Regions from separate parts of the Zea mays genome. Here region 2 is linked to region 1. Evidence: chromatin contacts called from public Hi-C data. All regions are on one chromosome and are shown on one strand. The core of a region is the stretch at or near the end of the contact, and the rest is flanking DNA. Distances in the headings are between cores, read along the strand shown.

What was found. Hi-C and Micro-C count contacts between places; a contact is called where the count stands out from the background.
Region 2: a Hi-C map of ear shows a contact between it and region 1, with 2.5 times the contacts expected there. The contact joins the enhancer-like site here to the promoter of LOC103640983 in region 1. A contact is called at or near these places in 2 of 25 Hi-C or Micro-C datasets (ear and leaf).

Annotation. Positions count from the first base shown.
Region 1 is chr10:28,127,612-28,130,632 of Zm-B73-REFERENCE-NAM-5.0, forward strand. LOC103640983 (disease resistance protein RPM1) reads left to right here and starts at 1,515. Exons shown (of 3, transcript XM_008664412.3): 1 at 1,515-1,844.
Region 2 is chr10:28,341,448-28,344,468 of Zm-B73-REFERENCE-NAM-5.0, forward strand. No RefSeq gene overlaps it. Among protein-coding and RNA genes, the nearest start is that of LOC100280658, 64 kb to the right of the region's middle. Within about 2 kb of position 1,439, at least 18 of the 20 cell types and tissues checked have an H3K27ac peak or open chromatin away from gene starts, as enhancers often do. A contact at or near this core is called in ear and leaf, where this site is marked.

The DNA of each region.
Region 1 (3,021 bases), core at 265-2,764:
ATAAGTTTTCTTGCACCATTATTTGCTAATATCATTTGGTGTTGCTTCAAGTTAAAATTCCCTTTTAGTGAAGCAACTCTTCGCAAGAAAGAACTTGACTTAGTGCTCTTCTCATCTAAGACTTCTTGCTTTGTTATTCCATAACTTATTACTTGTATTGATTTATCTCTCCCGCATTATTTAGCAATACTCTTTTCAAGCAAGAACTTAGTTTGTATACTCCTATATTTATATCTTGTTCTAACCACTAATCAAGGGATCTAGTTGGGGGATAAAGTTTTAATTTTCAGGTTTCGCCTATCCACCCCCCCTCTAGGCGACTTTCAGTCCTCTAGATACTAAAGCGACTTCAGAGGACAGTCAAAAAGCGACTGCTGTCCTCTAGATGCTAAAGAGACTACAGAGGACAGTCAAGCTGTCCTCTAGATGCTAAAGGACTACAGAGGACAGTCAAAAGCGACTGCTGTCTTCTAGATGTTCAAGACTTATTCCATCACGGTACGCCGTGTTGTGGGACCCTATGCCCGCAGCGCTAGGCCCAAGTGTCATAACTGTAGTCACGCTTACCCCAACGTGTCCATGACGTTCTACACGAGCAGTGCGCACGATGGTAGCAGTAGCTAAAACAATAGGTATTGCGTCATCATTTTTCATAGAGATGAAGCCTTGTCGTCATCGAGCAACGAAGTGGGGTCAGTGGAACTACCAGATTGACTTCTTTGCAACCTTTCAACAAGCCAAGGACTTGCACGGTTCACCATTCTTTATGGAGGTCTTTATCATAGCAGCTTGGCAAATCTGGAAGCAAAGAAACAATTTTATCTTTGACAGGGGACGACCATCTTTCCTTGGCTGGAAAAAGAATTCCGCGCCGAAGCTCTTCTGCAAGCTAACCGCTTTTCTGAAGAGAAATCAACTCTTTTCTCCTCGCTTATAAATTCCTATAGATAGCAGATAGTTCTTTTCCCTGTGCTTTAGTTAGTTTACTTCTGGTTTGTCTTGGGAGCGACTGTTCATGCTCTTTGTCCGCTTTCTTCTTTATATTAATAAATATCTACCACAGCAGAAGCTTCCCCTCCTGTACATTTTTTTTAAAAAGCAACGAAGTGGGGGCTGTAAAGGTGCTGAAGGAGACAACGTTACATGGGGACGGGCAGCGTGGATGTTGGGCAATGAGCAGTGCTAAAGGATCAATGGGGAAGAGGTGCAATGGTTTAAAGACGGCCGAGCCATTACGCTGACCATGTCGTGGGGTGGACCAATGAGTTAGGTGGGGCCTCCGAATATAAAAGAAAACGATTTAATCCTATGAACAGTGGATGTGGTTAATATTTTGAAAATTTTTGATGGAACAAATTTTAAAAATCTGGGATGGGAGGAAATTTTGGATTGAATTAGGGAATCTATAGATCTTTATAAATCTATTCGCCTCCTATATCTTTTTGTGTAAGGATTCCAGGTTTTTGACACTGAATAATTGCTTAGCTAAATCTAGTTGACCTAGTTGCTTGCAGGTGCAAGTTGGCAAGTAGTGTAATCTGTCAGTCAAGAATAGTTCTCAACAACCTTCATCAAGTTCCAGTCTTAACGACCGAGCAACGACTGCGACAGTTCAGCTAATTGACAGCCTTGCATTGCTTCTCATAGGCTTATCTTCGCCAACTGGGCGAAATGTCAGCTTTTGACTTATTTATATGACTTGCCTTCTCATTTCCCCTAGCCTTCCACTGCAAACTCACATTCATCACACACTCTCGTCGCTGGACAGCGTTCATCCACCAATTCAACGTTTGCGCCATCTCAGCCTTCTGTCGTTTCCATCATGGCTTGAAGCTGCAGATAAGGTATGGTTTCTCCTCGGTCCTCACACGTTCGTCAAGTCCTGCAAGCAGCAGATGAGACCCCACGTCCGAGTCCAGCAGCAGTTCTGCTTGGATACTTGAGATTCATGTCACCAAATCAACTCGGCTTAATATCCGATTTCATCTGTGCAGAGAAAGCTATGATATGTGTTTGCTCGTTTTCTGAACATGTGTGTTTTTTACTCTGTTTCTCCAATTATTTCTTTTTTTAGAAAGGACGGTAAAAGCTTTGCCGCAAATTTTATTGGATGAAAGAAAGGAAAATAAACTGTACAAGGAATTACAGAGGAACAACCACAATCACGCGTCACGCCCCACTCTACTGAACAACTCAAAAGGCCTAAACAAAAGAAGTCAGGCGTGCGCTCCATAATTATTTCACTGCAGTATTTAGGAGAATATCTGTTGACCTTTTGGATTCAACATCTGAGATTCCAAATTAAAGTAGCAAATAATGTTGACTGACAGTCTGACAGAGGAGGAAATCTTTGTGAAGATTTGTTAACCAGACTGATTGTAACTGTATAATTCGTTTCTTAGAATTAAATTCTATAGAGGAAAATCTAGGATTCTTAACACAGGAAATCATCTTTGGTTGTATGTGGTAGTGGTTCCCATGACATATGGTTGTGAACAGAACATCGTAGGCAAGTGTAGTGATTGAAAAGACTGGACATTTAGCTAAGTTTAGATCAAGCAGTATACTTAGCTTTCTGGTTTCTCTGGAATTGGAAAGCCCAAAGCAGCAAGCTTACTCCATTTTAGTTTATTTGAGCCCAAGAAATAAACAAAAATCAATTTCAATTTCAGAACGTTGAATTCAATAAAATAGAAAACCAGGCATCCCACTCTTTTCGTTCAAGTACAGAGATCCTTCTACTTAGGTACCCTGTAAAGACATTCTATTATCATATTCCCTGGATGGATGATGCCTGTACCCGATACTCTGAGCTTTTGTATGGTCTTATTTGAGAGACAACCATGCATAGTTTGCGAACTCCAAATCAAAAATCTTTTCCCATTTTTTACGCTATTGATAACTTCAAAATCTCTGTCCTCGCAAATGTGTCTCTTGTGGGTTCCTCTATGTCTCTCTTTTAGCTCTATCATGCTGTGCTTAGTGACTGACGGCTTGATGTGCTAGTTATACATATTCATG
Region 2 (3,021 bases), core at 189-2,688, 210 kb after region 1:
GACAATGATGAGTTCAAGGAAATGGTTGAGGCTATTGGTCGATTTGGCCCTAGTTTTCTGCCACCATCTCAACATCATTATAGAGAGAAGCTGCTAGAAGAGGAGCATGCTAGAACTAAAAGCTTGTTGCAAGACCGTGAAGACGAGAAGAACAAGTATGGCTGCTTTGTTATGACTGATGCTTGGATAGATATGAAGAGGAGAAGCATCATGAACATTTGTACACATACCACTACAGGGACAAGTTTTATTGTAACACCCTAAAATTCTATTTTGAGATTTAGAAGAGACTCAAAAAATGAAACAAGGGAGAAGATCATTATAGAAGTAAATAATATATTTATGAATGTCCTCTAAAAATTTTAAAGTCTAAGTATCCTTTGATAAACATCATGCCTTAGAGATTATTTTTAGAGTAAGTATTTGTATGTGTATGAAATGTATATTTAAAAGCATTTGTTTGAAAAGATAAGTAAAAATAAATAAATAAAATTTATGTTGAGGTTCTTTGTTTGCTGCATCTAGCTAGTGTTTAAAATTCAGAACAAATTTATACTTGGTTTTGAATTTGAAATTGGGAACACAAAATAGAAAAGGAAAATACAAAACAGAAAAAAGCCTCGCTGGGCCGAATCTGCCCATCAGCCCGGGAAACCCATCATCGGGCGGCCCATCTCGCCTGCACAACGCGCGCTGTGCCCACACTACCCGACCGGTGGGTCCAGAAGCGCAGACACTCATCGCCTCGGACAGCTCCGCACCGCGCGTGCCCCCACTCCGTTCTCTCACTACCGATTGGGTCCCATGGGTCAGGCCGGGTCTTCCTTCTTCCCTGGGTTGTTGCGCCTGGGCCGACTTCCTCGCCGAGGAAAGCTCACCGGCCGCGTCCTAACCTCACATGGTCGGGAGGTCGGGAATCGTCGCCCTCCATAAATTCGAACCCCACCGCCACCTCGGACTGCTTCTATCAAGTCACTGTGCCGCCACAATAGAGAAACATCGCGGCAAGGGAGGAAGAGAAGCCATCGTTGACAAACCAGGTGCTCCCCGCCGTCGCGACCCCGATGTCGAGCCTACAAGCTTCGCCGGACCAAAAGAAGGGTGCCTATGGCCTCTGCGCGCGTGATTGGTTGCCGAGGACCTCAGAATTTCTCGTCGGCGTCAGGTGGGCACAATCGATCCGTGTCGTGTCGTGGTCAGGGGATTTCCTGCTTCAGGACATCGGTACAACAACCTTACTCGATCCGCCTCCGTCTTCTCCTCACATAGCACCGAGCCGGGATCGAAATAGGTTATTGGAAGGGAATTTGGGTTACTCCAGCGTGCCTCCGTCGTGTGTGCTGGGCGGCGCCACCGTCGCTTGCTATGAGGATGCGAGGGAGGGCGCTGGGTGTAGATTTGGGCGCGAGCGACCGAGATTAGACCAAGCATATCGATTCGAGTTGAGGGCGCGGGTGCGTTCGATCGCGATCGGACGGATCCGGGGTAATCACGAGTGTTTTAAATCCATGTCGTTGGCGTTGAATCCGACGCAAAAAACGGCGTACTTGTTCGCTTGAATCAGGATCTGATCTGATCCTTTGATTCCGGATCTAGTGGCCCTTGATGGACGATACCCTTTCGGGTTTGGAAAGGTTTAAATAAACACCTCGACTTTTCTGCAATCAACCCGCCATCCGGTTACACCTAGAAATAATTAGATATAGGTCATTTTATTTATGTTTGAGCCCCTAGAACTTCCTGTAATCATGGCCTCAGTCCAGTCAACCGGGAAAACAATAAAAATAAATGCAAAAGTCACTTTTTAGTGCAAAAATAATGTCTTCATCTTAGAAAAGTCATAACTTCATTGTTGTAACTCCAAATTGACCCATTCCATTTGCATTGGACGCTTAATAATATTGTTTACCAGTTAGGAACCTTATTTTACTATGTAGCTTAGTGATAAAAATAACACTCATTTGGTTTTATATTTAACACTTAAAACTTCATAAAGCCATATCTTTTCAACCATAACTCCAATTTTAGTGATTCTCAAACATGCGATCTCGTTACGATGCGTAGATAATTATTATTCAATACTACTCTATATGTTAGCAGTGTAGGCGTGCACACTGGCTGTTCTGCCATCGCGCGCTCCGCCTCCCTCCCCGCGCCCGCACTCCCCGCCGCAGTCCCCGCATCCGCGCCCGCAGTCCCGCCGCGCCCGCAGCCGAGCACTCCACGCAGCCGAGCAGTCCCACCGTGCCCGCAGTCCCGCAGTCCCGCCGCGCCGCCGCGCTCGCGCTTCCCCGCGACAGCCGCCATGCGCCCTATCTCCGTCGTGCCTACGCCTCCTCCCCCGCCCGCCCGAGACCCGCTAAGTTTCCCTTCCTTACACGACGAGGTCCACCATCAGCGCCCCCTTCCCTGGTGAGCCACAGCCGTCCACGTTCCTGGCCATCGGCGACCTCCCTTCTCTAGCCCTTGGCGGCGAGCCAACACCTCCTCCCCATGGCTGCCCCCCAGACCCCAGTCCCGTCCGCGCATCCGCTCCCCCGTCAGCGACGCACCTATTCTCCCCGACGTCACCCATGGCGTGGACAGCGACCTCCCTCACCCTGCACTCTGGTATGTTGCCGTGTTGCCCGCCTCCTTTCCCTGCGCCGGCGCAGCCCCCTGTCGCCGCGGCCCCTTCCCCAAACAGCACGGCACCATGATGCCTGCACTCTCCTTCCCCGGCTCCGCTTCATTGCACGCGGCGCCCCCTCGGAGATCCCCTTCCATCTTCAGCGCCAAACCCTACACATCCTCCATAGTAGGCGTCCGCCCTTCCTTACGGGTGCAATCTGCTGGAAGGAGTCCGCGCCAAATCCACGCTGGATGAGGTGGTGGGGAGATCCCCCAATCTGCCCCCCCCCCCCTTCTACACGCCTACCCATCCTCCATAGAAGGAGCCCTCCTACTAACCACTAAAAAACCCCTTCCACACGCCAACAACTCCATATATATTAGGAACAATTGGATCTATACCATTAAAAG